2 separate regions of the Rattus norvegicus genome follow, and region 1 is linked to region 2. The links are chromatin contacts, called in public Hi-C maps. All regions are on one chromosome and are shown on one strand. The core of a region is the stretch at or near the end of the contact, and the rest is flanking DNA. Distances in the headings are between cores, read along the strand shown. Region 1 holds the start of Rpl8 (ribosomal protein L8). Region 2 holds the start of C7h8orf82 (similar to human chromosome 8 open reading frame 82).

The links. Hi-C and Micro-C count contacts between places; a contact is called where the count stands out from the background.
Region 1: a Hi-C map of liver shows a contact between it and region 2, with 2.3 times the contacts expected there. The contact joins the promoter of Rpl8 here to the promoter of C7h8orf82 in region 2. A contact is called at or near these places in 2 of 12 Hi-C or Micro-C datasets (Schwann cells and liver) and 1 of 1 datasets of contacts at active chromatin or transcription factors (oligodendrocytes).

Annotation. Positions count from the first base shown.
Region 1 is chr7:110,505,465-110,508,399 of GRCr8, reverse strand. Rpl8 (ribosomal protein L8) reads right to left here and starts at 1,585. Exons shown (of 6, transcript NM_001034916.3): 1 at 1,561-1,585; 2 at 1,225-1,372; 3 at 994-1,135; 4 at 648-866. The coding sequence starts at 1,362.
Region 2 is chr7:110,325,438-110,328,137 of GRCr8, reverse strand. It overlaps C7h8orf82 (similar to human chromosome 8 open reading frame 82), which reads left to right and starts at 1,386. Exons shown (of 3, transcript NM_001007751.1): 1 at 1,386-1,550; 2 at 1,982-2,030; 3 at 2,202-2,700. The coding sequence starts at 1,389. The coding sequence ends at 2,647. Arhgap39 (Rho GTPase activating protein 39) reads left to right here. Exons shown (of 12, transcript NM_173122.3): 12 at 1-1,220. The coding sequence ends at 169.

The DNA of each region.
Region 1 (2,935 bases), core at 336-2,835, 180 kb before region 2:
CTCTGAAGACACCTCCCACACAAATGGACAAATCCACCCAAACAGTGTGCTTTGACCACGTGCCCTCACAACTTATCCTGTGTAAGGATGGAGTTGGCAGATTGTAAGACCCATCCAAGTAACTAAACAAGAGACTGAATCATGTCCTCTTTCACTGACTTGACTGTCTTTTAAAGTCAACCAATTCTGGTCCTATCTTTTCTAAAATGAACCAACTAAACTCGAGTGCAGGGAAGTCCTAGGTACAAAAGTTCCGAGCGGTATAATCTTTTTTTAAACCCTAATTTTATGCATACAGGCATTTTCACCTACATGTCTGTAGCCATACACCACATTTACGCAATGCCCAGAGACCAGCAAAGAACATCAGATCCCCAGGACAGCAGTCACAGTTGTGAGGTGAGAAAATAATCTGGGTGCTCTCTAAAAGTGCAAACAGTGCTTTTAATCAACTACCCTGACAGCCCTGTAACAACCCCAGAGTAGATACTGTAGAACTCTACAATTCAACCCTGAGTTTTATTCTGTGTTCAAAGAAGCTCCCCTCCCCTCCTCCATGATTAAGGAAATAAGCAATCTGGTTCTAGGACCTTGGCCCAGCAGGTGACCACCCTGTCTTCAGGGTTCCACTGCCCTCTGGCACTCACCAACAACAGCTCGGTTAGCAGAGGAAATGACCTTCTTGGACCCTGAAGGCAGCTTCACTCGGGTCTTCTTGGTCTCTGGGTTGTGGGAGATGACTGTAGCATAGTTCCCGGAGGCTCGTGCCAGCTTGCCCCTGTCCCCAGGCTTCTCCTCCAGACAACACACGATAGTACCCTCAGGCATGGTGCCCACGGGCAAAACATTGCCAATATTCAGCTGGGCTGTGGAGAGAGGTGGCAAAGTAACTAATAACGCTAAAAGCAACGCAAACCCACACCGCTCCCATACCACGAAAGTTCTGCATTCCAAGCCCGGATCCGACACTCCCTTCCCCGCCTTGAAGCTCACCCTTCTTGCCGCAGTACACAAACTGTCCAGTGTGGATTCCCTCTGCGGCGATGAACAGCTCTGTCCGCTTCTTGAATCGATAGGGATCACGAAAGACTACTTTCGCGAGGGGAGCGCCGCGGCCAGGGTCATGAATGATGTCCTGTGGGTCAGGGTGGCATGTTGTATTACAAGGTCTGCTCGAGACGCCCTGTTCCCCTCCTGCTTGCCCCCGCCGGTGGTGCCTCACACCTTTACGATGCCTTTAATGTAGCCGTGTCGCTCCGCGAAGTCCACAGCACGCAGACGCGCGGCTCCCTTACGGTGCTTCACGTGCGCACGAAACACAGAACCGGCACCTTTCCTCTGGCCTCGGATCACACGGCCCATGGCGGCGAGTCTGGAAATGGCTCACTTTCAGCGTCCAAAAACAACATGTCCCGGCCAGCTCCCAAGGCCGAAAGCACTCCATCCCTCCCTCCCGGTCTTGGATGAGTGGACCAGGCCGCATGACAGACCACCAAGTACTAAACGGTGGCGGATGGCGGTGGATACTTTCAAACCCGCAGTAGACAAAACACAACCTACCTGCCGGCAAGCAAGGCCAAAAGAGGAAATACACGGCTCACGGCAGCCTTATCTTCCGGGGCGGAGCCATAACCCCGCCCCTTCCCCAGCGCAATGCCTGTCGGGGCTTGTAGTCCTATGCGGGGTCCTGTGTCTCTACCAACTTGCTGAACTGAGGCTTACACCTAAGTCTCCCTGGGGAGAGGCTGACTTTAAAGAAACGGACTCGGAAGCCTTATGGAGTGCAGGTGGACGGTGGAGGAGGCTTCAAGAGGTGGAAGGGTTTGTCCAGGGCCACGCAGAATCCGAGAATCCGAGTTGGTCCCAGGGAAGGATTTCCATATAAGTTGTGGGGCTCCCGATGGTGGCTCCGAGGTAGACAGAGATTGAGTGAGCAGTCACGAGAAACCTAGTGCTTTGCACACCTGGAAGGCTGGGATTTCCAGGCCGGGGTGTAGCACACGCCTTTAATCCTAGCACTCAGGAGACTGGGGCAGCCGGAGTTCCAGGCCAGCCTGGGCTAGAGAACATGTTCCAGGACAAGTCAGGGCTACAAAACAAACAAACAAAAAACACTCTGGGGGGAGTAGCGGGGAGAAGAACAAAAAGGTAATGACTGGGATTTAGGATGGTCACCTGCGGAGTTCTCAAGATGTCTGGCAGAGAAGACAGAAGTCATTGGCCTCAGTAATTGGGACGAGGGTGGGGACAGTGACCCGGAAGACCAGTGATGCATGGCAATAAAGTGGCCTATGTGTGTCTTTGGTGCCAGAGAGCCCCCAAACAGAGGGTCTTCATTTGAGTGAAACCTAAGTAGTGGATGCCATATAGGTGAAGACGGAGAGGGAAGTAACTGAGGGTCAGGGTCCCAGTTGATAATAGAGGTTTGTCAGGACTAGGAGATTTTGCACGGCAGAGGCTAAAATTGGCATATTGAGGAGGAAGGGACACGGCTGGTGGTCTGACACACTGAAAAGAGGAAGGGACACCCTGTCATTGGCATGGCTCAAGTACCACAGGTACTAGTGCATGGGGTATTCCAGAAGGGTAGTGGGCAGAGGTCTAGGCCACCCAGGGCTGAGTCAGCCCAGAAGAAAACCAGAGAGAAAGATGCCTTATATAGCAAAGACTGTGGGAGGATACCTGCTAGTGCTGTCTTGTGAACCTTGCAGGGCCATAGTTAGCTTTCTGGCTGTACTTAGGGCCCTGATACCACTAGGTTATCTGTGAGAGTTTTCTAAGAGTCTATAAGTGTATGTGCAATGTTCAGTCCCTGTCACACTCTTCCTATAGAGGCATCTTCCACTCGGCTGTCCTTCCAGAGGACAAAGACACCTTATATGTTTATTTATAGATGGGGTTTCTCTGTGTAACCCTGGCTGTCCTGGAACTCTGT
Region 2 (2,700 bases), core at 137-2,636:
CATCACCAAAATGGACGTCAGCAACCTGGCTATGGTGATGGCACCCAACTGCCTGCGCTGCCAGTCGGATGATCCTCGTGTCATCTTCGAGAATACACGAAAGGAGATGTCCTTCCTTCGAGTGCTCATTCAGCATTTAGATACCAGCTTCATGGAGGGCGTGCTATAGCACGCGGGCTATGGACTCCTAGGGTGACACCCGGGGAGGTGGGAGGGAAGGCCCCAGCGCGAGGCAGCATGCCAGGCCCCGCCAGCCGCCCGCCCTGCCCCAGGCCCTCCCGGGCAAAGCAGCCACGCCATATCTCGTGGCCAGTTCCTGTGGGTACCGGCTCGCCCTGCCGGTCGCAAGCAAGCCAGCCCCGAGAAGTGCCTTCTGTTTCCCGGAGCCGAGCAACACTGCCCTCCTGGTCGGCTGAAGCACATACCGCGTTGCTCAGGGCAACACGACCTTGTTCCCCTCTTCAGAGCAATCCTCCACCAAGGCACTCGTGCCCTGATCCCTCTTACCCTAGTCTAGGGGCCTCTGGCTGGGGCCTGAAGGAGAATTAGAGGTGCTCTGGAGAGCTGTGCTGGCCACCACTAGGACACAACTCTGTTGACCCAATGCCTAATAGGTCTTTGTGAAAGGGGAGGCCCCAAACCAAAGCCCTCTAGGGCAGGGCCAGGGCTAGGCAGGCTTTCTTGGGGAGGGTGGGGGAGGATGAGAGGTTTTGTTTTGTTTTGGGGGGCTTTTTTTTTTTTTTGAGTACAGAACCTATCCCATACCCAGCCTACTTGTGTATAAAGATATAAATAGAATGACAGATGTCAGAACTAAGTTTGCTAAGGACATAGTTTTAACCAGATGCTATTTATCTCTTGAACTGCCGTGTGGTCCTCGCGCTGAGCAAGTTAGCACCACCCTCCTTTGACCTCGCGGCCTCCGACCAAACTCCACTCACAGGCGGCGCGCGGATGAGACCTGCCTGGACTGGTCTGCGTTTTCCATTCTGGAATCTGAGTTCAAACAAATTGTCAAACTTCATTTCTCCTGTTTATATATATATATATTTTTTAGAGTTTTTATTTATTAAAAACAAAAGTCCCGCCATACGGAGGCCCGCAGCTCTCTGGGTCAGGTCCTGGACCTCTCCAGGACCTCTCTGGCCGCAGGCGCTCCCTCGGACGTGTGGATCGAGGGGACAGTGCTCCGTGTGAATAAAGTTCAAGTGCACACTCGCTACCTGTGCTCCAGTTTACTTCTGACACGGCGGGGGTGGGGGGCGGGTCCACATCCCGTAGCTACTTCCGGAGGCGGGTCAGACAGCTCCGCCCCACCGAGCACGTGCTGCCGGCGGAACCCAAAACCCCAAGCACAGCACTGTGTGATCTGTTTCCGGTGTGAAAGGATGTGGCCGCCTTGCGGGGCAATGCGTAACTTGGCTCTAGTCTTGGCGAGGTCGCAGAGAGCTCGGGCCTGCAGTGGGAACGAACGTGTCTCCTACACACAGGGCCAAAGTCCGGAGCCCAGAACCCGCGAGTATTTCTACTATGTGGATCACCAAGGCCAGGTGTGCCTGGCGAGTGACAGAGGGAGGAGTCCCGGGGGAGCAGCGGAATGGGCACCGGGTGGGGAATGGTTCTAGGGACGAGACCTGGGTTAGGTGTTACGTGTAGATTTGGGTTCAAAGCCTAGGCTGGAAGCCGGAAATTCCGGGCCAGCTGCTTACACGGCATCGCAGTCCCGCCCACACTAGTCTGTCCTAGCACCAATCCTAGAGCCAAGTGCTCGTGATTGCTAGTGACAAAGGGCCGTCAAGTCTGCTGTAGAAAAAGGGGTGGGGGCTGCAATGCTGAAAACCTGTCTGTAGAAAGTCCGCAGGGCCCTTTCACATGCCCCCGCCCCGAACAAATCACACAGAAAAGCAAGGACAGCAAACACCACCGGCCTTCGGGCTTTCTTGCCAGGACTTACAGTCCACTGTGTTCCTTCTGTCTGCAGCTTTTCCTAGATGACTCCAAAATGAAGAACTTTATCACCTGCTTCAAAGGTATTGCTTACTGCACTGCTCCCTTATCTCTACCCCGACTCTGAGGGAAGCCCCCATCCACAAAGGGGGTGGGAGGCTAGCTCATGCCAGTGCTGGTGTGCCCAGGAAAAGGAGCGTGTCTGGGAAGCTTGGTCACCGAGCGTGATCAGTCCGTGCCTTTTGTTCCCACAGACCTGCAATTCCTGGTCACTTTCTTCTCCCGTCTGAGACCCAACCACAGCGGGCGCTACGAGGCTTCCTTCCCTTTCCTCTCGCTTTGTGGCAGAGAGCGTAACTTCCTGCGCTGTGAAGACCGGCCAGTGGTCTTCACGCACCTCCTGGCTTCCGACAGCGAGTCACCTCGTCTCTCCTACTGCGGCGGCGGCGAGGCACTGGCCATACCCTTCGAGCCCGCTCGCTTGCTACCCCTGGCGGCCAATGGGCGCCTGTACCACCCAGCACCGGAGCGGGCAGGCGGCGTGGGTCTAGTGCGCTCGGCCCTGGCCTTCGAGCTCAGCGCTTGCTTCGAGTATGGACCTAACTCACCCACGGTCCCCTCTCACGTACAGTGGCAAGGTCGGCGTATCGCCCTAACTATGGATCTGGCCCCGCTGCTGCTCGCTGCCCCGCCCCCCTGAGACTCTGGCTGGGGCTGTGTGGGGAGGGTTAGGGCAAACACTGGGTTTTGTAG